3 separate regions of the Drosophila melanogaster genome follow, and all the other regions are linked to region 2. The links are chromatin contacts, called in public Hi-C and targeted proximity ligation maps. All regions are on one chromosome and are shown on one strand. The core of a region is the stretch at or near the end of the contact, and the rest is flanking DNA. Distances in the headings are between cores, read along the strand shown.

Region 1 (3,726 bases), core at 240-2,739, 210 kb before region 2:
GTGTTGGCCCCACCCTGCATGCGACAATTCTCAGCGCAGTGTTATTGTCACTGGCGATGTTGCTGCTTTTTTACTGGGTTTTTGTTTTAGGGGCACTCCTCTTTTGTTGATTCTCAGCCTTCATTGTTGCGTTGGTCATTTGAAATGCAGATGGCCTTGGACGGCTTAGCCCCTGGCTCCACTTTGAATGCTCCAATGCTCCGCCCAAAATAGTCTCGCTAAACTCTTAACAAAACTGCGAATAGTTGTGTGAATGGCGATGGCGGCTCAGCCTTGGGTGAAATCTCTGTAACTTGGCCATAGAATTTCCAAGTCAAAGGAGCCCAGAGTCAAACGGACCTCATTGTTCCTTTTAACATTTTGGATTCTGACCTCGAATCAAAGCTGATTTGGCAGTTTCTCCCAGCTTGCATGTTAACAAAGCAATGGAAGGCGGAAGTCTTTAACGGCACGAGTTTCGTTAAGTAAATGTAAACTAACTAATATTTAATATTGATATTTATGTGTATGCTGGGTGTTGCACAATTCATTAAGCATTTTAAGGATATTATTCAAATTTTAAAATTATTTTTGTTAAATTTTGAATAAACTGAGAAACATCCGTGCTTTTGCGTTTTACGGAAACTAGAAAATGGTGAACAGGTTCCTTAGAATCATAAAATGTTTAATTTATTTGTTTTGCAATTAAATAAGCAGAAACAAAATAATGTATAACCCATGAGTCCCTTATATGAACTGATGAAACTGTGTATAGCTGACTTGTTCAATCTAATAAGAATATTTTCGTCCTAAACAAATAGTACCCTTGATTTCCGTCTAACATTTAGTTATAATTCATAATTCATCATTGATATTCAGGCAAGTGAAGCGAATTTAAAGTAATTGAATTCAGTTGCATGCTGCATTTCCTTCCGCTTCTGACTAATTTCTCCCATCGAATGTGCTTTAGTATTCCCTTTAATCTAACCATTTTACTATTTTAGTTGCCCAGATGGGTTGAACCCAACAAAACGGCTGACTTTGCACGGTTGATGAGTTAATGTCCTGTGTTAATTAAATGCCACAGACGCTCCTTGGGGAAGTGCATGCTGGCGGAGTTATTCACCGACCTAAGACCTTTAAAGCCGCTGTATTCAGTGTTCTGCTGGTCATGTAGCCGTCTTGGCCTGCCATTTAAAGTCAGTGGGCTGACACAATCTAATGTTGGCTTTGCATGTTCCACAGCCAACTAACGAACTGGTGGTAACAAGGTTAGTTGGCAACTGATTCGGCCTGCTTAGTTAGTCCCTTTTCCCCGAAAAGAAGTTCACTCCCTGTTCGCACGTTTTAATAGTGGTTTGTTGGTTTTCCTGAATTTTGATCGTTGTGTTATTCAAATATGTAGACACTCACACACGCACACACATTGGCTGCCAATCACAGTGGCAAAGAATTTCCACTCCTTGAATTTGGGAAGCAACTCCCCACCAAACTGGTTTCTGTTCTTTTCTTTCTTGGTTTTTTCTTTCTTTTATTTTCCTTTTTTTTTTTTGCTGTAGACCAACTCCTGGCCGAAACCGAATCGAAGCTAAACCGAAACTAAATCGAAGTCCCAAGTGTCGGGAGCGAACGATTCTGGCGTAGACGTCCGTTCGGGCACAGCTTGAGCAACAAACTGTTGGCCAAAAGGATTTTTTGGTTTCTGGAGTCGGCCAAAGCTCGTGGAGCTCGTGTTTGGGGCACGCTGTTGCTATTGGCAGTGAAAGCTTTCCCAGTGTTTTGCCCCCACCTCCCGGTGGTTTGCCACCACTTTCCACCGCTTTCCATGTGCGGCAGGACACGTGCGAAGCTTTTAGCACGTGAGCCATGTGTGTTTTATGCCTGGACAATGGCCGTGTGGCATTTTCGAAAAACCTTTCTCAACAAGTGGAAAGCTTTCAATTTGCTACTAATTAGCGCCTGTCAACTAATTGAATTTTCATGGCCACGCCAACGGACGGGCTCTAATTTCGCTTTTTTGGCAACTCTCGAAAAGTTTCAGCTGCGCTCACTTTCAACCTGTTGACCAGCTTACTGGCACCCAGTGGGCGGCACCGCATTCGTCCTTACTCGCCCTCGCTTGCCGAGCTGCGAGGACCTTGCCTTGCTCTTGAAAACGGCAGCTAGCAAGCGGCAGTCGGCTGAAATATTCATGCACGTAAGGTCATCGAAGCTATTTGGCTGCACTCCGCTCGGCTGGCACTAAAAATAAGTCGGTAAGTAGATATAAGTATAATTCGCGTAAGTTTTGCTTGGCAAGGCAGCCGAAAATTTCAAATTTCGTGCCTAATACTTTGGCAAGGACAAATGGAGTGTCCGATGGACAGCGATGGGGTTTATAATTGAAAAATAATTGAAATAATTGCATTTCGGACATTTCGTGCTACTTTCCTAGGGCCAATGTGATGATGATCGTCGCTTAAATTTTGATATAATTTTAATTTCTAGGGCTAGGCAGTAGAAACAATATTTATGTTGCATACTCACTTTTCCAACTACTAACAACGCTTAACTGAGCTCACCAAAATAAAACCAACTTATTGCGCTAATATAAGTGACACATTTTACAAACACGTTTTCAGGAATGAAGAGGACCTTCTAAATCATTTTCACTTTAAATTGTAACCACTAGTAGCATAGCTATTGGTTGAAGTTTTCTTTTGAAAGCTCGGAAATACCAGTATTTCAAAAATGGTCTTCACTTAAAGTAAGTGGTTGAGAACTTTGCTTGTAGTGCTAAATTAAGCTAATTAAAGCCAATTTAAACCATGCATTTTTTTGTATCGGTGACGGAGATTTTGCATACGTAGGTTGGGACTAATTATTCCTTATTGATTCTTTGATAATACTCAATATTTTTGTTTATTTTTAGGGAAATTTTATATGATTATCGGTACTCAGCCAAACTGAGTTGCCACCTTGCAGAATATCCAAAAAAGGTTTTGCCATGCAATAGGTTTGTGTCGCCGATTAGGTTTTTTGTTTTTATGGATTGTGGTTCCTGTCACGGAACTTAGTTCTTACTTCTTCGGGTTCTGATATTGGGTTTCGTACTGTCAACTGCTTGACTCATCTGACGGCTTAATCCTCGTCTTCGTAAAAAAAAGCAGTTCTGTTTAATAGTACTGCTTACTCTTCGAGTGGTACATGGACATGGTATTCCAGAACTGAATACTTTTGAAAAATGTTTCAACTATACTGACCATTTGTAGCATTGCATATATTAAGCGTGCTCTATTCTGTAAGTACCTCCTGTTTTATGTACAGAAAGGATGTGTACTCCAAATCGATCCAAAGTTATTGCATTCAATAAAAGGTACTCCAAAAACTTTAGAGCAAACAATGCTTAGCATTCTACCATTTCCTGTCCTTCATTGACTATTACAACAATCAATTGCTTCCTGCGCCCATTCCCATAAAAACAAAGTGGACATCTTACGTTAAATTTTATTTTATATGGATTTTCTTTTTCAATTACAAATGTATTTAATATTATTGTTGTTGCTGCTGCTTTTTCGTATATTTTGTTGTTGTTAACGCGTTTGATTTTTGACTTGTGTTGCTGCTGTATATTTTTATGTGTGCATAAAAATCGTGTCACTTTCAACAACATTATTTCGTTTTTTTGATTTGATTAATATTTTTAAAATGCATTTTGTTTGTAAATAAAATAATGTCTGCATGAAGTTTTGTTAAAGTATTCTCTTG
Region 2 (3,820 bases), core at 1,002-3,501:
CTACTAGCAAATAAATAAAGCACACAAATGTTTTCCACAATCTTTCTCAAAAGGGTCAATCGTTGTTTGTTTCCTAAGGTTATTAGTTAAGTTATTCAAACCACATGGGCTCAAGCAGAAAAACCAAATAAAAACTATTATATTTTTGAAAATTAAATATATATTTAAGCCAGCTTCTTCTACTTACTTGTTCATGAACAAGGGCTGTCCATTGGTCCAGTCCTCGGAGAAGATGTGCAGCGACATTGGCCGCGGACCACTTTGTGCCGGGCACACCACCCTCATGGGTCGCAGGGGTCGTCCGGAGTAAATCATCAAGCGGTTCTTGGTGTGACACCGCATGGCATCCTCGGAGGTGGGATCCACGGGCAGATAGGCGCCCCAGGTCTGAACGAAGAGTGACCTCTCGGCCGATTGTGCTTCGATGTACCAGGCCAGGCCTTCACAGCTTGCGTCCTGAGTCTTAAGAGGATACTTGAGTTCGTCCTCCCCTCCGGCTCCTTTGAGTTTCAACTGCTTCCTGCAGTCCGGTTGTCTCTTGAATTCGTAGGAAGCCGAGAAGAAGACATCCGCAAAGTCCTCCGATATATTTAATCTCGTGACCGTGAAGGACAGCTCCATAATCCTCGAATGCGAAACGAAAGTGAGCGGTGCATTGCTGTACAAGGCACTGGAGTTATCGCAGAAGCAGCCCAGTTGGATTTTCACGTCCCTAAATGGAACATCGAACAGTCGCAGCTCCGTGATGCGGCCCTCCGGATCCAGTTGATTGCAGCGGGGTCTGCCTGTATGCAGATCCGAGTCAGTGGTACAGGCTGTACCTTCTCCGAAGGACACGTTATGCAGGACCAGTTTCACCCTCTCCGAAGGACCCGCTTCAAAGCGATACAAGCAGGTTATGTTCTTGGCTCCGCCTCGTCCGTACAGAAACACATTCCTGGGAACCTGAATGTTGCCCTTACGCTTCTTGAAAATTCTTGAGCAGAGTGGCGGAACCGGATCTTCTCCCCGTCTTCCCGCCCACGTCTCGCCGCCCTGCTCCGTGTCCACAAACTCGTAGTTCAGAGCAAACTGAGCGGGAAACAGGGCGGTGCCGGTATGCGTGTGGAACTCCAGTTTCTGTCAGGGGAAATGGTAATAAGAGAGTTGAAATACTGTGAAAAACTGTAGCCTTCAATAAGATTACAATAAAATGGTATATTAAAGCGAACTGCAATGTTAGCTACTTTTAATATTTTCAAAGCTCTGCTCAGTTTATAAAGTATTTGCAAGCTTTGTAAATAGTTTTATTGAAAAATGATATGTGGGCTGATAAAAAATTCTGTGAAAATGATTTGTCCTACATCTGACATAATATTCAACTTCAATAAATATTCCGCTAGAGGAATAAACTGTGCCACGTTTAATTTATTTTTGGAAACTCTTTAATATTGACAGTGCCAGCTTGTGCACATGTGTATTTAATTTAGGGGAGCTTATGGATATTTCGTAAAGTTCTTTATGACTGCACGGAGAGCGCGGAATTGCACAATGCGCGGCGGCTTCAATTTGGCATCACAATATTTGCAGTTCATATTTGTCAACGAGGAGCGACGTCAAAAAGGCTAAGCAAGCTTATTGCGGTTGTCTGTTTGTCCGTGCATGCCGTCAATGCCGCCCCCATTCCTGCCCACGGCCACGCCAACGCCCACTTGCCGCTCCCCCATTTGCCTTTGTATTGTGTGCGTGTGTGTGTGTGTGAGAGGGGGCCGGGGGCTGGCTTTGGCGAATTTGAATTTGGCGCCTGCCCCTGGGAAATTCGCTCTGCTCCTTCGTTATTTGTGCACGTCTGGCGATGCAGTCGAGTGTTTAATTTGATTAATTTTGTCAAGTTTAAAGCAAACACGAATCGCTCTGCACTCTGCCAAAAAATTCCCAGCTTCCGGCTGCCAGTTTGCAGCTCTTCAGTTTCTCCAGCTGCGTTTTATTTATTTGTGAGGGCCCTTGGGCGTGCCAAATTGGGCACTCTGCACTCGGTGCTCGCCCGGCAGCCAAGGTGCAGTCACAAAGTCGTGTTCCCCCACTGACTAATTTTTATTTTATTTTATTTTTTTAAGCCCTGGCCAAAACAATGAAAACAAACAGTGCCAGCTGACAAATTAGAAAAGTCCTTCGGTTAACTTCTAATTTTCCCGACTTGGTTGTGATGCCAAACGCAGCCGGAAGGTAGGCTACGGTTTTTATTGCTCTTCCGGCGGCGAAGATAAAATGTTGCCTACTTTTAGGCTGCTGCAACTATCCAATTACAACCGGAATTGAGTTAAGTTAGATGACTTCGAGCAGAAATAAAAACCATTTTTGCTGTATCTTTAAACATATTTCAAAACATAATAAATGATGGTATATAAGGGCTTTTTAATGCTAATCATAGTCTTATTTAGCTGAATAAATGATCAAGATGTCTGTTTGCATTGATAACAAATGAACTGATGTCGGACAAATCTGAAGAAAACGTTTACTACATTCCATTTATCGACATCTATCCAAATTGAATCTTTTGATTTACTTACCAAATCCCTTCCGGTGCTCACGTAGCTCTCCAGCGGACTGCAGGGTCTCTGCTTATTGCCCCCCATCACGGCACTACTTCCGCTCACTCCACTTCCGATGGCAGTGTGATCGCACAGCTTCGGAGTCTCGTAGTCGTAGATCTCCAGCATGAGGCGACGCTTGCCCTTGGTGCTCATCAGGGCCACTGCACTATTGCGATCCGAGCTGACGACGGCAGCTGCCGAGACTTCCTTGGAGGACTTGCCGCTGGAAATGTAGTTGAGGCTGTCCTTGACCCCGGAGATTGTCTTGCCGGAGCCAGCGGATCCAGTCGATCCTCCGCCAGGACCTCCACCCTGATAGCCGCTGTACTTGTTCTCCTGGTTGAACACACTCGACTGCGTGGGGCCGTAGATGTAGGTGTCCACCGGATTCCAGGCATTGTCGATGTTCACTCGCAGATTCCGATTCAGCTTCGGATTGCTGGCGCTGTAGTAGTAGCTGCCGTAGTTGCTCTGGTTTAGGAGGGTTGGCTTGCCCCCGTCCGCCGATGAGGCAACGGGGGGTGGCGGTGGCGGTTGGCCGGTGGTTGAACTTGTCGATTTCATGGGCACATATGTGCCATAGCTGTCCCACATCCTCAGGCGCGTTATCCAAGGTGGCAGATCGCTCTGCAGGAAGACAATTGGAGAGCGAAAAGAAAGCGAACACATGTTATTGTTTAATTCGTTTGTTGGCATTATTTTAACCTGCACTGAGAGAAATTAGCAGGCAGAATTTCATGTTTTAAGAAAACTATACCAACTTCTAATGCTTATTCTTGGGAATTAATAATTGCAATTTTATATTTATAATTAATTAATTAATTAATTAAAGATGATTACACATATTATGAATATACTTAAATAGCATTTGTATCCTTTGAAATGGTTTCCTATGATTTGAAATTTTGAATACTATAAAATTCGATTTCCTCACTTGAATGTTACGAATGTTTTTCTCGAGTACTTGGGTGTGATTCGTGCCATTCACTCCACGCGTTTTCCACGCTTTCCCTTTGGCTCTCTGTTGTTTTTCCTTGTTAGTTTGCCGCTCGCCCTCCGTTTGTCACATGTCATATTCAAACAGTTGTAAGTGTGAGTTATTTGTCGTTTGTCACTGTCCCCAGTAGAAAGGCTCCACACTCGTCGGCTTTGTAGTTGTAGTCGCAGTCTTTGCATTCCTCACAGTCTCCTTGTTGTTGTTTGCAGGCATTAAATATTTTTCCTAGACGCCTCCTGGCTGACAATGT
Region 3 (3,855 bases), core at 1,028-3,527, 140 kb after region 2:
TGAATCTCTTAGAATCCCTATGATCCCTTGCACTGTATAAACTGCAGTTAAGCTGTCGTTCTTCAGTCCTCCTCAGTCTCTGGAACCTGCTCGTCTTCCTGGTCCAAACTTGGCAGGTTCCCCTCTTCGTCACCGAACATAAGCCTCTCCATGAGCTCCATTTGGGTGTGGAGGATGGCGGCCAGAGTGAAGGTTCGCTCGATCCGCTCCCTATATTTCATCTGCTCCAGATCCTTGTCTATCGGCATGACATATATTGTCTCGGAATAAATTGAACTAATCTTCGTCTTTCGTCGCTTAAGCTCATTACTATTCAGTTTTCGTTGGATGTTCTGTGCAACTGTGCGATTCTTTCGCTGATATCCCTTTTGGCAGTGGAACACTTTTACGATGTAGTTAATAAAGTGGGCATATTCAACGCGCAGGAATTGCCAGAATGTTATGCGCTGCCTCACTTTCTTATCCCTATCCGCCTTGACACTGGCCATCTGATCCCTCATCATGGAAACGATCAAGTTGATCAGCATGTACTTGACCACGAATCCCATTATGGTATACAATAAGATGCCCAGCCACTCTCCGCCGTAAAAGATATCCGGTGGGTATACCAAATTCGTATAGCCAAAGGCAAAGCAGGTGACCGTAACAATGCCCTTGGGGAAGTCCCTGAAGTTGCTGGTATAGTTGCCATTGATGGTTACCGTCGCAATGCCAATTGCAATGATGAAAATCACGGTTATTACGAAGGTGCAGAGCAACGCGTCCCACGCCATAGCGATTGTCTTGGTGAACAGTTGGAAGGTGGCGGAAAACTGCAACACTTTCCACAAACGCATAGTGACCAAGGCCACGGCCAATCCCGTGACCACATCCTCAAGGTAGGCGAGCTGGGCTGGCTCCCGAAAGTCCAGAAAGTCCACCACAACGGCGATTTCAACACTCTTGATCATCTTTTGAACCAAGTTATCCCGCACCGACATGATCATCCCCACAACGAGGCTGAGTGCCACGATCATTGCATCCACCTGGACCCACAGGGTCTTCAACTGTCGAGGATCGTACCAGACCTTCAGGAAGAACGCCTTGGTGAACTGCAGCCACGTGACGACAAAGACAAACACCATTAGCATTCCGAACTTCGTAAACTCTCGCAGTTGCTCCACAAAGGTGTGACTCTCGATCCTCGTGTGGCCATCAGGATACTGGTAAGGGAACTTTTCCACCCACAAGGTGCACACGGTAAAGGTGTTGGCATCCGCGTTGTACAAGCTGAAATCCATGAACAAAGCGGTCGTATTCGCATCCAGCCAGTTTTTCTTCATCAAGTAATCAATAATTTTCAGGCTTTTGTGGCGGGTGTCCGAGAGCAGTACCTTGTAGCCCTTCGATTCCGGATAGTTGAACATGTGCCCCACGTGGTTAATGCCCATAAGTAGGTTGTCCCGAGCAACAGAAACACTGGGCAGCCAGGGTGTGTAGATGGGCCAGTACTTGTCCGTATAGGGAACCCTTTCGTAGGGCAGTGTCCAGCTCTCCGAAAAGTCCCGCTCAGTGAACACAGGAAGCGATAGACCCAATCGGTTGCTCTCTGTCCTCAGCTGCCTCAGTCTCACCACGCCCAGTAGTCTAGTGCCCTCCGCATGGATCCAAGGAGCTCCGCCACTGGTGTTCTTGCCATCCGTAAAGGCCAGCACTAACGAGGACACCACAAAAAAATATATATCCGGCACATCCCCCACACTCAATAGTCCGAACGCATCCCCATGATTACATTGGAACAGTAACTCCGTGGCCTCTGTGTTAAAGTACAGCAACTCATCGAAGAAAGCCAAGGCCATGAAGAAGTAAACCAGGAACAGCTTGCCCGTGAGCCAAAGTTCCTCGGTAATCAGGCGATACTTCAGGTTGACCCTCTCGTTCCGATGCCTCTCCGTGATCATCAGCTCACTCCGCAGCGTCCGGAGGCGCAGTCTGAGATTGTCCATGAACGTGTCCACATTGGCATTCTCGTCGGGAGTCTCCGGTGCTTGGTGGGCCGGCCAGAAGGCGGCATCCAGCGACATAATTGTGAACTTAATGGGCGTAAAGATTAGGATCTGAAGTAAAGTAACGGCCAAGAAGGCAACCAGGATCATGTTGAATTTGCCATATTCGTGACGGAAGCCCGAGAACATCCAGATACAGGCCACACAGATGGCTATGATTATCAGGGTCAGATAGAATATTATGTTACTAAACTTCTTCGCCATTGCTGTTATCAAGCTTTAGTTGAGCCTCTATAAGCTTGTATACAAATAGAATGAGTGAAAACTCCCTTGACAGTTTAGGATGGGGTTCTTTGGGATGCTTTAGATTTGATTACAGTGCCTGTCCATACTACGTAACTTATTATCATACTATTATTATGTATACTATTAGGTATAATTTGCATAGTCCCAGATTTAAGTTTACAAAGCTTTCCCCGGACTCCCAATTATTTCATTGAAATAAATATTAATTTGAAGCGTATTTAAAAAGGAATATACAATTGAATATCCATTTATTTCCGTTGTCTCCGAGGTGATCACAGCTTAGTAATTTAAATAAGGAGCGGTGCAGATGGAACGGCGTAGCTCAGTGGTGCGGAGTAAGCCAAAGGCGAGGAGTAGGTCATGGCGCAGCCAGAGGAGCGGCTGCGTACAGGGCCAAGAGAGACACAGCCAGAGGAGCAGCCACGGGAGCAATCACAGGAGCAAGAGCGATTTCATTCATTAACCTGACAACTGGCAGCGGTCACAACTGGAGAGAGACCAGCTACTACGACAGTCAGACCAGAGGAGGAGAGTAAGCCACGTTAGCAATGTAGGCCAAGGCGCACCAAGCAGTTCAGGCCAAGACAAGGACGTCCTGTGAATAAAATACAATTCGTATATAGGGCAGAAAGCTAAGATTCAAAACTTACGGATTTAAACATTTGGATTATGGATCTGGTGCTTTCGGTTCGAAAACTTGAACCTGATGTCGCCTGTAGCATATTGGACTAATCTACCCTAAGAATACAATAGATGATTGGGTATAACATAGCGTCAATACATTGTGACACTTTGTCATAATAAATATAAATATACAAATATACAAAAAGACCACCAAAAACTACGTAAGCACTCCAGCGCCCCAGTAATACGATCTAACGCTTATACATAAGCCGATCGCGGAGCGTGGGAATGCTGAGCATGCACTTTGCAGCTCAAGTGGTCAATGCCTTCTGCATACATATGTATATGTATAAATGTAAGTAAGAATACATAGATATAAGCAATGTATGTGCGGGTTAGCTGAACCCAACTTCAGCACACTTTGATCATTCGAATAAACAGATTCAAACAGAGCAGAGGTTCTGAGCTCGGAAACCAAATCTATTACATCTATACCTGTTACATTTTTAAAACAATTACACGCCCAACACATTCCATACCACTATTTATACGCCGCATCGAGGCTGCGCCTGTGACTTCAGGTCATCGCATTTAGTCCACCTTCTGCAGTTAGCAGTGAGAAATCACATAAACTACGGAAAAGTGAAAATGGTTAATCGTAACGGGAGACTGTCACAGCATTTATATGAACTAAATAAGTGCGAACAGGAGTCAGAGCTGACCACAATTTCGGGTATAAATATGCTCCACGCAGAGGAGTGGGATATCAAAGAGCTTCTAGCCTTCCGAAAAAGCACAACACAACGAAATATTCCACCATGTTCAAATACGTACGTTCTTCAGAAAGGACCCACAGAGGATTAAGCTAATCAAGCTGATTTGTTAACAGGCCGTCCTTGTCCTGATAACCGTCGCCTGCGCTGCTGCCAAGCCCGATCTC

Evidence for each region. A called contact is a pair of places that touch in the nucleus more often than the background predicts.
Region 1: a Hi-C map of the Kc167 cell line shows a contact between it and region 2, with 2.6 times the contacts expected there. A contact is called at or near these places in 3 of 107 Hi-C or Micro-C datasets (the Kc167 cell line, the S2 cell line and embryo).
Region 3: a contact with region 2 is called in a targeted proximity ligation map of the Kc167 cell line, with 4 times the contacts expected there. A contact is called at or near these places in 9 of 107 Hi-C or Micro-C datasets (the Kc167 cell line, brain, cellular blastoderm embryo and 3 more) and 1 of 7 datasets of targeted methods (the Kc167 cell line).

The regions. Positions count from the first base shown.
Region 1 is chr3L:19,137,486-19,141,211 of dm6, forward strand. It overlaps CG14082, which reads right to left and starts at 1,490. Exons shown (of 5, transcript NM_140836.2): 1 at 1,393-1,490. It also overlaps a transcript of fz2 not described here.
Region 2 is chr3L:19,347,685-19,351,504 of dm6, forward strand. CG32206 reads right to left here. Exons shown (of 14, transcript NM_176360.2): 11 at 2,550-3,200; 12 at 188-1,119. Among named protein-coding and RNA genes, the nearest start is that of pip, 12 kb to the left of the region's middle.
Region 3 is chr3L:19,484,221-19,488,075 of dm6, forward strand. It overlaps brv1 (brivido-1), which reads right to left and starts at 2,278. Exons shown (of 1, transcript NM_140859.2): 1 at 1-2,278. The coding sequence starts at 2,249. The coding sequence ends at 63. It overlaps CG32212, which reads left to right and starts at 3,340. Exons shown (of 2, transcript NM_168799.3): 1 at 3,340-3,745; 2 at 3,805-3,855. The coding sequence starts at 3,734. It also overlaps hpRNA:CR33940.